5 separate regions of the Mus musculus genome follow, and regions 2, 3, 4 and 5 are each linked to region 1. Evidence: chromatin contacts called from public HiCAR-type, Micro-C and promoter capture Hi-C data. All regions are on one chromosome and are shown on one strand. The core of a region is the stretch at or near the end of the contact, and the rest is flanking DNA. Distances in the headings are between cores, read along the strand shown.

Region 1 (2,721 bases), core at 63-2,562:
CTAGGCTGGCTGCGCCTCCCGCGGTTCGGCCGTGCCTCACGGAGAATCCCGCAAATCATCACGGCCGCCCGCAGTGGCCCGACTTTTGTCCAGGCCGCTGGGGTCCCCCGGAGGCCAGCGCGGGCCTGGAAGGACAGCTAGAGGCCTTTCGGAGAGCTCGCTGATTGAGAGAGGGACGCCACTCAATATGTTGAGAAAGGAGACAGGCAGTCCCGGTAGATCCCACGAGAATTAAAGCCAAAAAAATTTTTTTTGGGGGGGGGGAAGGCACCCCTTCTCCCAGACTAATAATCAAAAATACACAGAACCTATCGGCACCCACGCGGGAAGCCTCTGGAAGCATCGCTTCAGAGCGCTCCTCTGGGTGGTGAATTTTAAAGACTGGCTGAATTTGCTCTTCACTGGTGTGTTAGGAGCTAGGGAGAGTCAGGGTAGTTTTCAGACCCAGAGTGACCGCTTTAAGAAGAAGAAGAAGAAAAAAGACAACTTGTACGAAGGCGGACGCGTTTCTACTTTCATGGTTTTTGCTCTGAGAAAATTTGGCTTTCGCAAAAACAAAAGATTTTGGGAAAGAGACGGAGGGGGGGGTGGAGAAGTGAAATTAGGCAGTGAGTTCACGGGGTAGGGGGTTGGCTGCGGGGGGGGGGCACTTTCAGTCTTAGTTGAGGGAGGACACAGCCACCCTCATTTCTTAAAAGCAAACAGATTCCGAAAGAGAGTAAAAAGTAGTCCTAAAGTAAAATTAGCCACAATGAATTTGAGCTACAACCATAGGAAATCGCACCCCATAATAGAGAGAAAAGGGTCGGGGCGGAGAGGTCGGCGGCGGAGTTGTTAACGGCGGCAGGACAATAGTATTAATAAGATTAACCTGGGCAATTAGGCCGCCCGCCCAGCAAGGCCGGGGCCGCGCCGGGGCTGCCGAATGGAAAAGATTAGGTTAATTTCATTAATTCTCAATCCACAATCTTTTTCAGGCCCTGTGGCCCCCCTCCTCTTGGCATCTCTCCCCCTCCCCTGCAAGCGCCCCCCGCCCACCCCCACCTCCCCATTCCACACCACCCAAAGGAAAAGAAAAGGACCAAATCTGGTTCTGTTTGTCATCTGCATATTACCAGGAACTAAATCCAGGATGACGTCGACTCAGTATAAAACCAACAAGAGGTTGAGCCGGTCGGAGCTGCGTCCTACCCGCGGGTTGAGTTCAGCTAGGCGGCGGCGAGGGGAGGAGAGGGCGGGAGGAGGGAGTTCGGACGCAGGGGGCGGGGAGGGGCGCGAGTTGCGCGCTCGCCCGCGCTCTCTTTCGGTTTGCTCGCCCGCGGGAGCAGAGAGTGGGACAATTCCCAACCCCCACCCCAAACAACACCACTTGGAGACTTCTTCTTCTTCGGCGCGTCCCCGCCGCCCCCCGGTCCCGACGCGGGGCTCGGGGATGCCCGCCAGCATGTTCAGCATCGACAACATCCTGGCCGCCCGGCCGCGCTGCAAAGACGCGGTGCTCCCGGTGGCGCCCAGCGCCGCGGCTCCGGTGGTCTTCCCGGCTCTACACGGGGACTCGCTCTACGGCGCCGGCGGCGGCACCTCCTCGGACTACGGCGCCTTCTACCCGCGCCCTGTGGCCCCCGGAGGCGCGGGCCTCCCGGCCGCGGTCGGCAGCTCCCGCCTGGGCTACAACAGCTACTTCTACGGGCAGCTGCACGTGCAGGCGGCGCCCGTGGGCCCGGCTTGCTGCGGGGCTGTGCCGCCGCTGGGCGCCCAGCAGTGCTCCTGCGTCCCGACGCCCCCAGGTAGGGTCGCGATCGCTCGCGAGCCGGCCTTCGCCACTGCGGCAGTCGGTGGCTGCCGGGGCATGGACGCGCGGTTTGCTTGCTTTACTCACCTGGCACCAACTTTCTCCCTTTGCAAGCCTTCCCCGTTCTCCCATTTATTTATTTATCTTTTACTTTTAATTAATTAATATATTTTTGGGTCACCGGGTACGGGGACTTTGCATACGTCTACTGTAAACTTTAGGTTAGAGTTTAAAAAGCCGAGTCACCGGGAGTCTCGGGGCGACTCCACGCGCGCGCGGGAATGAAGTGAGGACGCGGGGAGATTCTAAAGTGCCTGAACTGGCTTTTGGATGTGTGCAGGCAGACGCTCCTTCCACGTCTGGGCATCCCTGGTCTCGGTGCCCCCCAAAGACATAGCGCCCCTTGCAGACTTTTTTTATTTTTAAGTGAGCGAGGGCAGCGAGCGGGTTGGCTTACGGTGCCGAGGGAGGATGACTGACTCCCGTCCCTCTCTCTGTCGCAGGCTACGAGGGCCCCGGTTCTGTACTGGTGTCTCCGGTGCCGCACCAGATGCTGCCCTACATGAACGTGGGCACGCTGTCGCGCACTGAGCTGCAGCTGCTCAACCAGCTGCACTGTCGGCGGAAGCGGCGGCACCGCACCATCTTCACCGATGAGCAGCTCGAAGCCCTGGAGAACCTCTTCCAGGAGACGAAGTACCCAGACGTGGGCACTCGGGAGCAGCTGGCCAGGAAGGTGCACCTTCGGGAGGAGAAGGTGGAGGTAGGCAAGAGCCCCAGCGGGGGTGGGCTGGGGTGGGGGCGTCTAGCGGTCCTTCCCTGCACGCGGCTTTTGCCGGGTCCTCCTTTGGGATGTGGCCACTCTAAGAGCATCCCAGAGGCTGTGGCCTGGAGGCTGCCCGAGGGTACTTTAGGCCCAAGAAGGAAAA
Region 2 (2,721 bases), core at 71-2,570, 980 kb before region 1:
TCCCCAGAGCCAACTTGGGGACTTTGGCTCCTTTGATGTTCCCGTTTGGGAACAACCCTCCATATCCAGTCTGGCTTTTGAAGTTACATCTTAAACAGACTTCCAACACACCGGCAAAAGTCTGGCGAAAGTGTGCCTTCGAACATCACTCCGGAAAACAAGCAGCAGTGTTGGGGGGGGGGGGGCAGGTCCTTGACAAGCACCCAGGAGACAGGATGTCGCCCCTATCACTCTGCTCCCAGCACAACCTCAGAAGGTGAAATATCATGGTTTGGGACTTGTGTCCGGCCAAATGTAGCCTTTACCCATGGTCGACTCTGGGTCTTCCCAGGGGCCACACACAATCCCAGAAAAGGGTGTGTGTCTTTGTTCTGGCTCAAGAGAACACCAAGGATCACAACTCAGGGGATTCTCCTGCAGCGGAGACCAGGCAGAGCGCCAAGAGGTCATTTGTCCGCCTGCCACGAGGAACCTGTTTTGTGTGGGGACGGATGGTGGTTCCCTGCTCAAACCCAGCACAAAGCAAAAATGCTTTTAAACCATGCATCTCTATCACAAAGCCCTGTCACACTGCCTTCCTGAGCGCTAGAGACTAAAGTCCCACCCACAGTGGAGAAGAAAGGGGGTGGGGGGTTCCCAGAGGACACCAACAAGTACCAGCGCCGAGCAAAACCAGAATGGGGAGAGCAGCTTCCCCTCTGCCAGTCCAGGGGCTCCAGAGCAAACAGCGGGTGGGGGTTGGGCAGGGAGGGGCCACTTCAACTGCCCAGGCTCCTCGGAACTGTCTTTCTCAGAAGTAGGGGTGCTCAGTGGAGACAGCCCTACTGCACCCCTCGATGTGCAAGGGGTATGGGCCACTCCATCCAGGACAGTCAAGCTCCCGAGTACGTACACCAGGTGGGGCTCCCCGGCTCGGGACAAAGGACCTGGCCACGGATGCAAGAGATGCACCCGGGAGGACAGCGAGGCTGGGGTCCTGCAAACTTGGAGACCCTAGGACGCGTGGGGGGAAGATTCCAGGTTACCTGAGCGGCCATAAAAGACAGATCCATGGTGTCACGGCTGGTGTGGCTGCTGCTGCTGCTGCTGCTGCTGCTGCTGCTGCCCCTGCTCCAGTCCTCGCTGTTGCTGCTGCTGTCGTCGCCGTCGCCGCTGCGAGTCCAGCCTCCCGCACAATTATCAGAGAGCGGGCGGAACCGCGAGCAGGTGCCCTCGGGCCCCGGCGACCGTGACCTCAGCAGCCCTGGCGTGGTGGCGAGTCTCCAGCCCTCTCAGCGCCCTGGCTGGCTCCAGGCTTCGGCTCCAGACGCCTCCAAGTGGGCGGGAGACCCCGGGCGCGGCGCCCCTCCACGTGACCACTCCCAACCACACCCCCGAGGGCGGGCCAAGCCAGACCCTTGATTTCTAGCAGTCCTCTCTCTACCCTGGCCAAATGGGGAAAGTGAGGTCTGAGGCGAGCCAGCTGGGGCGATGGGTGCCCTTCCCAGGGCACTTGACTCCAGCCCCAAAAGTGCTTTCCGGGAGTTGTTTGAGTAGATGTGTCTGGCTTTCGGTGGCAACCCTGCTCCTACACTTCTGAAGGCTTGGCTCTTGAACTGAGCAGAACAAAGCGGAAAGTCTAGCATTTTTGTATTGTGCGGTTTGGGTGAATTAGTGCTCGTTTGAATCTGAGTATCCTCGTTTGTAGAATGGGAGTAACGGAACCTAGGGATTATGTCTCCACAGGATGAGCTGTAGGAAGGCCCTTAGTGGAGACCATGGAGTGAATCGCATACATAACCTGCAAACAGTGCCTGTGGTTCAGTTACCAGAAAAGTAGCCCAAGTCACGGTTATCGATGCAGTGAAGGGAGCCACAGAGGTACCCAGAGGGGCCTGTTGCTCTCTGGGAGTGTGTGTGTCCATCCCTCCAGTCTCTTTCCCCCCTCCCCCTTCCTTTTCTCCTTCCCACCTCCTGCCCCGTGCTTCCGGTTTGTTTCCTTTCTTGCTTCCTGGGTCTCTAACTCTTCCAGGCTCAACTCTTCCTCGCTCCCTCACTCTGGCATCTATCACTTCTGCACCCTTCCAGGCCAAGCACTGGCCTTCAGTCTCAGTGCCCCCCGGAACCCCACTGGTTCCCACCGGGCTACAGCAGCGGGTCTTAACCGACATAATGTTGCAACCCTTCAATACAGTTCCTCATGCTGTGGTGATCCCTGAACATAAAATTATTTTCGTTGCTACTTCACGACTGTAATTTTGCTATTGTTATGGTTCGTAATGTAAATATCTGATATGCAGGATATCTGATATGCGATTCTTGTGAAAGGGTCATTTGACCCCAAAGGGGTCGTGATGCCAAGGTTGAGAACGACTGCTCTATGGCCTGGCAGTTCCTCAGCCCACCCAGAACCTTCACATCCACTGCACTTTCACCATGAAGCCATTCTTGCAGAGGTTTGTAGGTGTGTGTGTGTTTGTCTATGTGTTTATGTGTGCATATGTGTGAGTGCATATGTATGTATGTGTGCATTGTGTGTATGTGTGTGTGCATGTGTGGTGTACAACTTAAACAACAATGCCTCCTCCATGCAGTCACACAGAAAGAATAAATGGAGCTGGAGAAATGGCCCAGCCATGAAAGGCTCAGGCTCACAATTACACAGACTAAGCAATGGTCTTTAAGCCCTGAGGGCCATCTCTTCAAAGCTTTATTGCTTGCCCCGCTGCCCCAGCCGCCTGG
Region 3 (2,721 bases), core at 89-2,588, 750 kb before region 1:
CTTATTGCTAAGGCTGTGCTCACCCAGAACCTCCACACCAAGCTTATTCCAAAAGTCTTCATTTCTCTGCAGCTCTCTGGGTCTGGCGACAAAGAGCCTATCTACAGGGAAATCAGCCTGAAAGCCTCCAGTCTGAATACTGAAGGCCAAGGTCCCTCAGAGCTGTGCTTGCTGGGTTTCAGTCTTTTCTTTGGTGTTTTTTGGTTTGGTTTGGTTTGGTTTTTCAAGACAGGGTTTCTCTGTGTAGGCCTGGCTGTCCTGGAACTCACTTTGTAGACCAGGCTGGCCTTGAACTCAGAAATCTGCCTGCCTCTGCCTCCCAAGTGCTGTGATTAAAGGCATGTGCCACCACGCCTGGCTTTCTTTGTTTTCTTCTCCCCCCCCCCCCCCCCCAATTAATCTGAACACACCTGGCTGGCCTCAGCCCATCTTGGCACATCTGGCAGATTTGACCAGATGTCCACACCTGATCATTCACTGACCTCCCAAAGACCACCAACGGCTTCCTCCACTGGTCCTCAGTGAGAGGGTGAGAGGGAACGGGCGGGTGAGGCCCAGAACCGCGAGCTGCAGGGCTGTTTGAAGCAACCCGCCTGGAGCTGGGTTTTACATGTTTTCCATTAATTTCTTAATTGCCTTAATGGACACGAGTTACTGTAAAATAAAGAGAGGTTGTTTTTCCTTATTTGTTTACAATGAGACAGTTTTGATTGAGCAACTCAGAGACTTTCCAAACCCATTGATCTTGGGCTGGGAGGGTTTCTTTTTAGGCATGGGTCTGGAATGATGCGTTCACTAAGTCCGAGCACAAAGACAGCAAACCCATGTTTTCAAAAGTAGGTTTCGCAAGGCCACAGCCGCCTCGTCAGAGCCATGGAAAAAGTCATGTGCCAAAGAGGGAGGGGACTGAACTTTGCAAAGGAAACTGGGACACCCAAAAAGGACAGACTGAAGGTGACAGAGAGAACCCGGGAGGAAGATATGTAGATGGACCTCGCAGTGAATGGCCTGCCATCGGGGTGTGGCTTGAGCAGTCACACAAAGTAGCTGACTAGGGGTCTCACCATAAGGGAAGCATAGGGCAGTGTTTCCTGACAGGACCTTTCCTGTGGCCGGGTGTACCTGGAGAAAAACAAGATCTTCTGGGGGCCTTGAAGAACCCTAGGTTTGATGGGGTCAGGTCTGCAAGCCTAGACCTTGCCCCTGTTCCAGAAGTCCACGTTGTTGTCCTGCATACCATCCTTGTGGTTCGCCCCACCCACACTACTCTGCCCCGCCCCGTTCCGCCCTGCCTCGCTCCAGGGGGCACAGGCCCACACCTGGTAGTGATAAATAGACGCGTTTCTCATGCTCACCGTGTAGGAAGCAGTTTTATCACGGACTGGCATTGCAATTTTCTGCTTCTTGCTCTTATCGGATGCCATGGCTACCCAGCGGGCACACAGGGCAGAGACACCTGCACACCCCAACCGCCTGTGGATCTGGGAGAAGCACGTGTACTTGGATGAGTTTCGTCGAAGCTGGCTGCCCGTAGTCATCAAGGTACCAACCGCCATGGGGCTAGCAGGTGGGGCAGCAGGGATATGCCCTGTCTGGGTCTGGGGGATGCTGGTAGCAGGAGACCAGGATACAGAGGGTCCCTTGTGCCTGAAACAGGAGGGCTAGGGAGACCTCAGATGAACGTCGTTTGACTCGGGCCTGTGGGCCTGGAGGAGGGTGGGAGCGCCCCGAGCTCAGTGGACAAGCCCCTCTCCCACGTTGCCTGGTGTGTGTGTGTGTGTGTGAGTGTGTGTGACTATCATTCGGGGTGAAACAAGGCTTTCCTAAACCACAAAATTGGAATATCTTTAAGGTAGCTAGTAGTATCCACTGTCAGTAATACGATTTAACCTCGTTTTGCGTGCGGAAGCCTCGGTATGGGCCTTAATGTTGGTGTTCAAAAGAAATCTCTTCTAGAGGCACCTTCCGGAAAAGTGTTCCACTTGTAAAGCCAAAGAACGCTTTAAAAGCAAACTGCTGAGATTGTGTGTGAAGCGCTAGGACCTGGGAACTGTCTCCACTCCAACCAAGGTGGGGCTTGTGAGCCTCACAGACGCAGATGCAGACATGGGGTGCCGCTAGCAGAGGGTGGAGCTTGCGAGCCTCGCGGACTCGGGGCACCGCTAGCAAACGATGGAGCCACAATTCTGGGCTCTTGAATTTACACTCTTGTTGTCATTTTACAATGCTAAATTTACATATATCTAGTTGGTTTTTCTTTTCTTTTTTTTTTTTTAACGTTAAGTCAGATGTGTGAAGACAACATGGGTGGATATTTCTTTTAAATATCAGGTTAACGGCAAGCTTTTTCACCCAAACCATGAACCAGAGAATAGCCCAGAGCTGTGATAGGCGCTGTCTGATCAGGAGCCTGGTAGCAAACGGCAGGGCAGGGTTTGTTTCCCATGACTGAGGAAGCCAGGGTTTTAAACATGTGAGCGTTCACTTGTATTAATAAGGAAAAGAGAGTAATTGATAACAGCGGTTCGATTATTGACTCATGGGCTGTGAATGGTGGCGCTTACACACCTGGCACCACCATCTGACTTAACAGATTCACCTGATCTCCTCAGGGACTGTTCTCGCCTTGGGGGTGGGGGGGGAACCACACTCGTGTGAGCTCGTGTGAGTGCTTAGTGTAAGGCCCACACACTGGTCTGCTCTGAGGGCTTGCAGGGTACA
Region 4 (2,721 bases), core at 99-2,598, 530 kb before region 1:
CTCCAAAGTGCTGGGATTACAGGCGTGTGCCGCCACCACATTTGGTATAGGTGGTGCTGGCAATTGAGCCCCGGGCTGTGTGTGTGCTACCCAAGAACTCTCTCTGCTCCCTGACCTACATCCCTGGCCCTTTCTGGTTCTTTGAACAATTCTGTTTATAGGATGTTTTCATGGTCACTTGCGTTGCCAGTAGAATTAGAAGTCTCTGGAAGTGAGGTTGTTTCTTCTGGAAACTCTTAGGCAATCCTGATGGGCAGGGATAGTTGAGAGCCCTGGGTTGGCCTGGGACAGTTGGGGACACTTCTGGGTGGCACTAATGTGTCCTCTTTCTGTTACTTCCTTCACTCTCTATCAAGGTGAAGACTTCTGTGCAAACAGAAGAAGTTCTTGGGTGTGTGTCTGTCCAGCGGGCTAATTTCTTAGGATGTGTAATAGACTCACCATTGATCCTGTTTCCTCATTTGAGGGAAAGATACAAAGTTTCCCTTTAATATAAATGTAAGTCAGGAGTGAATGAAGCAACCATCTGCACTTTTTGTGGTCGGCTCCGGCTTCTTTCATGGCTTTGAGGCAGGCTTGCAGGGCCCCTGGCAACCCTGCCCCATGCTGGGGAGACTGAGCACGTGCAGGTCCGGGCATGTCCTGTGTACACGTGGCTGAAGGGTGGGGCCGACACCCTGAAGGAAACCTCACCTCAGGTGCTGAGGACCCAGGACACTCCAGGGAGCTAGGCTACACTGGAGTGGTTGAGGGTTAACAAAGGAGTTTCCCAGGAGGCTTTACGTCAGCCCTTGGGATTGGCGTGGAGAATTCTTTCAACATGATGTGTTTGCCTCTTCCCCAAAGCATTCTGAGATGCTCTATCTGGTCGTCAAGATCTTTCCCTGGAGCCATTATTGTCCTGTAAATTTGGTGACGATATTACAAGACTTCAGTGCCCACAGGGGCCTGGTACTTTCCCGAAACACAGTAAACTGGTCATTCAGGAGCCCTGAGCTGCAGGGTAGAACCCTGTGGGTTCCCAGGACTGAACATGGTTCATACCTGTAGTCCCTGTGTGTTGGAAGGCTGAGATAGGAGCATCGCCATGAGTTTGAGTCCAGCCACAATGGTCTGAAGCAGGTCTCAGTGCTGTGACTGCTGATTGACTGGGAGCTAGGGTTAGATAACTTATTTGCTCATTTGCTCAGCAAATACCCAGCTCTTTCCGAACAATGCCCTTGCAGGGCCCTGCGGGAGATTACATCCCGTTGATCTGGGAGCTTGCTGACAGGGATTAATTTAATCATCGCCTTTACCCTGGGGTGAGGGCTCTCATATCTCCTTCCTGCTGTGCCTGGCAGTCTTGGAGGACCAGCATTGTTGAGGGGTCCCACAGCTAGGCGTGGCTCCAGACTGAGGGCGTATCTTCACATAGAGTTCCAATTTAGAGACTCCAGCCTACAGACAAACATTTGGGAAGGATCATGTTTTTCTGAGTTTCTTCTGGACAGGTGAGGAAGGTTCCAGAAGGTTCTAAAACCAGGATTGTGGAATGTCCATTTGGAAGAATGTTGTCTTCCAGGTGCTGTGAAGCGAACACTGGAGATAAATCTCTGGCAAGATTTAACCTTGGTGTTTTGTATTTTAAAATTCAGCATCAAATTTCACTTTATAGTATGGTGATTATTAATTTTTTATGTGTTGTTTTATTTGTTTCTAAGTTTTTAAGTCTTGTGTAGCCCTGACTTGATAATGGCTTTTTAACCTAGGCTGGTCTTGAACTTGTGGCAATCCTCCTGCCTCAGCCTCCCAAGTGCTGGGATTTCAGGCATGGGCAGCATGCTCTGCTAGCTTTGGTTTTCTCTGTGTTGTGGAGGTGGGTGTGTCCTCAGGGATGCTGCCTCCTCAGTTGATTGGGTGTTTGCTGGGCAGCGTCACTCTGAAAGTCAAATCAGGCTTGGGAGGAGGCCTCGGGGAGCTCGCAGGAGGCAATGCCTGATCAGAGGCAGCTGTCTTTAGAAGCAGGATGAACTAAGCCAGGGTCTTGTGCATCTGCTAGAGATGGGGACACCCAGGCATTGGTCCCTAGTGAAGGCATCCCTTGTGGTCCCCAGGACAAGCTGCTTGGTTTCTGGCTGCCTCTGAGAGCATACCGCAGGCTGCAGGACTCTGCGAGTGGCTGAGAGAGGAGGGGACGGGCAGACCTCGGGAGGGGAGAGGAAGGTGGAAGTGGTTGGTCAGCTGTTCTCAATTCGCCTCAGACAGAATATTCATCTGAGCTTAGTACTAAAAAAGTGCCCAGCTAACCAGGACCAGTGATCACCCAGATGGTGGACATTACCCCAGGTTAGCCCTGCGGTTCTGACTAGGGATGGGTGTCCCCTTCGGACTTCCATGTTCTAGAAGTCTCCAAGGCCCTGTTCCTCTCTTTGCTAGGCAGGTGGAAGCTTTCTTATCCTGGGGCCAACCCTGCCTGTCTGGAACCCTGTGCTTAATAATTCCTGTCCCTGTGGATGTGTGGGCTGGAGAGTCTTCCTTGTTTCCTCCGTGCTGGAGACAAGCGACCGGGAAGGTAATTCATGCCTTTGCATGTGTTCTCCCACTCCGTGTATGAGCCTTTCCCAGCCACCGCCACTGTTCTTCTTCCTTACTGACCTCTTCCTGAGCAAAGTCCTCTCCCCACAGAATCTCCTCGCACTGACCCTGGCTCAGCCTGCCTCTCTCTCCTGGATCAGCCTC
Region 5 (2,721 bases), core at 61-2,560, 520 kb after region 1:
AAAAGGTTTGTCTGATGGGTTGAGGTCTAACCTCAGGCGCTGTAGGATCCTGTGGAACATCTATTAGGCTGAGTCCTAAGGTGGATCACAGGGGAGCCAGTGACTGGCAGAAGGTGGAAATGTGACCATCACTCATCCACCTCATTCTTGCTGTGCCCGGCCAAGGGCCAGGAGAGCAGGAGAGCTGGAACCAAGGAGGAGTGGGGTTGTGGGGGTGGGAATGTGAACTCACCACCTGTGCCCATCACAGGGCTGATGGGATATGATCGAGATTTTGAAGAGGATCATAGTATTGAGCCCATTTGCCTCAAACCTAACCTTCTCCAACCAAACCAGACAGACCTTCAAGAGCTGTGACCACCCTCTCCATGTCCCGGAGCAGAGAGACTGCTCCTTCCTAGTCTCCCCATCCCTAAGGAAAGTCCCCATCTAGAAGGAAAATCCGCATACTAGCTTCCTGGAATCAATGTGGAACAGGCCCAGCTCAGAGGAGGGGAGGGTGGGAGATGGGAAGGCTGGAAAGAACTTCTTAGACTGAGACAAAAGACTTACAATGCGCATGTTTTATTCAAGCTTCCTGTACCCTTAGCAACCATGATGGCTACCAATCTGCCATTCTGGAAATGTCTCTGGTTCAGAGAGGTCAATTAACCTTTCTAAGGGCAGCCCAGCTCTTCCTTACAGAGCTATTCTCTGCCCCCTAGCCTGTCCCCTGGCCACTGTGCACCAGCCTGTCAGGAATTTCCTGTCAGTCAGAGTCCATTCTCCTGCAAAGGAAACAAAGAATTCATATCTACACTCGCAAGGAGCAATCTCTTTGTTTTGGTCCTGTGTCTCCATTTGTCAGGTGGGCACATAACCTACTCTGAGCCCCTGGTGGAGGCAGTGAATCTTCTGCCCCAGGCATCTGGAAGCAGATGGCTCAGTAAATATTGACTTTGCTTACATGTGAGCAACCCAAGCATTGCCCAGGAGAGTACAGGACCAGCCAGCCATGTTGTGTCTTCCTAGAGGCAATGTGACTCAGGACACCAGACACACCTTGGACACCGGATGTTGTGTTTGTTGTGTTTATGAGGGATGGGTGTTCTAACTGCTTTGCTTAAGACTCCATTGATTTAGGACCAGAGAGAGCTGAGCTCTGTCCCGAACAGTGTGGGTGGTACCTCAGTGCCCAATCGATGGACATAGCCCCTCTCTGTTTGCTCTACCAATAACTGTGGTGACATTGGTTAATATTCACTAGCAAACTCCCCCATATCCCCCTTGGCTCCCACTGCTTAAATACAGACTAGGACAGGGCTCTGTCTCCTCAGCCTCGGTCACCACCCAGCTCTGAGACAGCAAGCTGTGAGTATATTTTTCCCAGGGGAAATATTGGAGGGGCCCCTGAGTCTCTGCACTTCCCAAGCAGGCAGCCCTTCTGGGAGCAGGGGTAATACAGGGATGATAAAGTCAATCACACCTGTGGCACCTAGGCCTCTTGTTGCCATGGGAACATCAATCCCTAAGCTCCCTTCTTGAACCTTGCTGCCCAGTAGATAGCTAGTATCTTCAGGTGACAGGAGACAAAGACGTGTAGGGGCCAAGGTGCAGCCACAGCCATTTCCATGTAGACAGTGCCCACCCTTTGCTAGTCTTTCCTGTATGCCCTTTTCCAGCCCTGCTCCCACCCCCTGCATCGTGGATAAGCAAGGTAAGACTAGAAGGACAGTGGGAGCTGTGGCTCTCCAGCCATACCCTAGATGCACATACTAGGACCTCAGCCTGTAGGTCACGGTGGCTGTCTCAAGCATAGTGGCCTGGGAGATCTGTGTGTGTGTGTGTGTGTGTGTGTGTGTGTGTGTGTGTGTGTGTGTGTGTGTGAGAGAGAGAGAGAGAGAGAGAGAGAGAGAGAGAGAGAGAGAGAGAGAGAGAGAGAGGAGAGAGAGAGAGAAAGAGAGACTTGGCTTGAGACAACTTCCTGAGTGAGCGTGCTAAGGTGTCCCATCTCTAAGCAAAGCACTCATGTAATATTTCAGCTCCACAGCCCCTCATGGAGGAGGCTACTGGCTTATTCCCATTTTACAGATGAGGAGATGAGGATAATAGTTTGTCCCAATCATACATAGCCTACCATTCAAACTGAGGCAGCTTCTCCAGACTTCAGGCTCCTGATTTTGCTGACTGAGACATCTTCCCCTCTGGGCTGTAGCCTTGGATAGCTTCTAACCTCGCTGCTCTATTAGGCAGAAGAGCTTCACCCATTCCCTCTGGCCAGCCTTGCTCTATGGAGATTGGTTTGGTTTATCATCCTGCTCTTTTGTAATGTAAGCAAGAGCGAGGCAGCCAGATTCCCAGGATACAAATATCCTGAAAAAGCCAGAGCTAATGATAGGTGCTTCTGGGAGCTCTGAACACTGGCTCTCTGAACCACTCACTTAATCTTCCTCAGGTAACTGACGTTCCAAAAGTAAGGGGTGTAGGGTCACACAGAGGAGCAACAATCCAGCCTTAGACCTGTCATTTTAGCACTAGTATAGAGTGGAGCCTCAGTAGCCGCCCTCTGCTATCTATTTCAAGTGTTCTGGCTTCAATTTTGTACATAGAAAAGGGCTAGAACCTAGAACTAAACTGTGTGAGATTGAACACCAGCTCTTTTTCCAGCTGGTTCTGTGGGGTTGAGAATGTGACTTAGCCTGTCTGGACCTCAGTTTTTCTCCCTATAAAATAGAACTAATG

What was found. Promoter capture Hi-C pulls out the DNA fragments that hold promoters and counts their contacts. Hi-C and Micro-C count contacts between places; a contact is called where the count stands out from the background. HiCAR-type assays count read pairs that join an accessible place to other places. Capture Hi-C pulls out chosen DNA fragments and counts their contacts.
Region 2: a promoter capture Hi-C map of hippocampal neurons shows a contact between it and region 1, with 6 times the contacts expected there. The contact joins the promoter of D430019H16Rik here to the promoter of Gsc in region 1. A contact is called at or near these places in 2 of 39 promoter capture datasets (hippocampal neurons and pre-B cells).
Region 3: a Micro-C map of embryonic stem cells shows a contact between it and region 1, with 2.4 times the contacts expected there. The contact joins the promoter of Tcl1 here to the promoter of Gsc in region 1. A contact is called at or near these places in 2 of 39 promoter capture datasets (hippocampal neurons and pre-B cells), 1 of 484 Hi-C or Micro-C datasets (embryonic stem cells) and 1 of 9 other capture datasets (embryonic stem cells).
Region 4: a contact with region 1 is called in a HiCAR-type map of embryonic stem cells, with 3 times the contacts expected there. The contact joins the promoter of Syne3 here to the promoter of Gsc in region 1. A contact is called at or near these places in 8 of 39 promoter capture datasets (cranial neural crest, embryonic stem cells, frontonasal cranial neural crest and 4 more), 2 of 484 Hi-C or Micro-C datasets (both in embryonic stem cells), 6 of 115 datasets of contacts at active chromatin or transcription factors (embryonic basal ganglia, embryonic stem cells, fibro-adipogenic progenitors and 1 more) and 1 of 9 other capture datasets (embryonic stem cells).
Region 5: a contact with region 1 is called in a promoter capture Hi-C map of liver. The contact joins the promoter of Serpina1e here to the promoter of Gsc in region 1. A contact is called at or near these places in 6 of 39 promoter capture datasets (the 3T3-L1 cell line, the HPC-7 cell line, hippocampal neurons and 2 more) and 2 of 9 other capture datasets (adipose tissue and liver).

Annotation. Positions count from the first base shown.
Region 1 is chr12:104,471,827-104,474,547 of GRCm38.p6, reverse strand. Gsc (goosecoid homeobox) reads left to right here and starts at 1,312. Exons shown (of 3, transcript NM_010351.1): 1 at 1,312-1,787; 2 at 2,296-2,555. The coding sequence starts at 1,433. It overlaps Gm10000 (a long non-coding RNA gene), which reads right to left and starts at 1,018. Exons shown (of 6, transcript XR_381874.2): 1 at 1-1,018.
Region 2 is chr12:105,452,455-105,455,175 of GRCm38.p6, reverse strand. It overlaps D430019H16Rik (RIKEN cDNA D430019H16 gene), which reads right to left and starts at 1,320. Exons shown (of 2, transcript NM_001252508.1): 1 at 1,026-1,320. The coding sequence starts at 1,052.
Region 3 is chr12:105,221,354-105,224,074 of GRCm38.p6, reverse strand. Tcl1 (T cell lymphoma breakpoint 1) reads left to right here and starts at 1,338. Exons shown (of 4, transcript NM_009337.3): 1 at 1,338-1,542. The coding sequence starts at 1,423.
Region 4 is chr12:104,997,304-105,000,024 of GRCm38.p6, reverse strand. Syne3 (spectrin repeat containing, nuclear envelope family member 3) reads left to right here and starts at 1,348. Exons shown (of 19, transcript NM_001042699.2): 1 at 1,348-1,493; 2 at 2,423-2,554.
Region 5 is chr12:103,955,486-103,958,206 of GRCm38.p6, reverse strand. It overlaps Serpina1e (serine (or cysteine) peptidase inhibitor, clade A, member 1E), which reads left to right and starts at 1,310. Exons shown (of 5, transcript NM_009247.2): 1 at 1,310-1,350.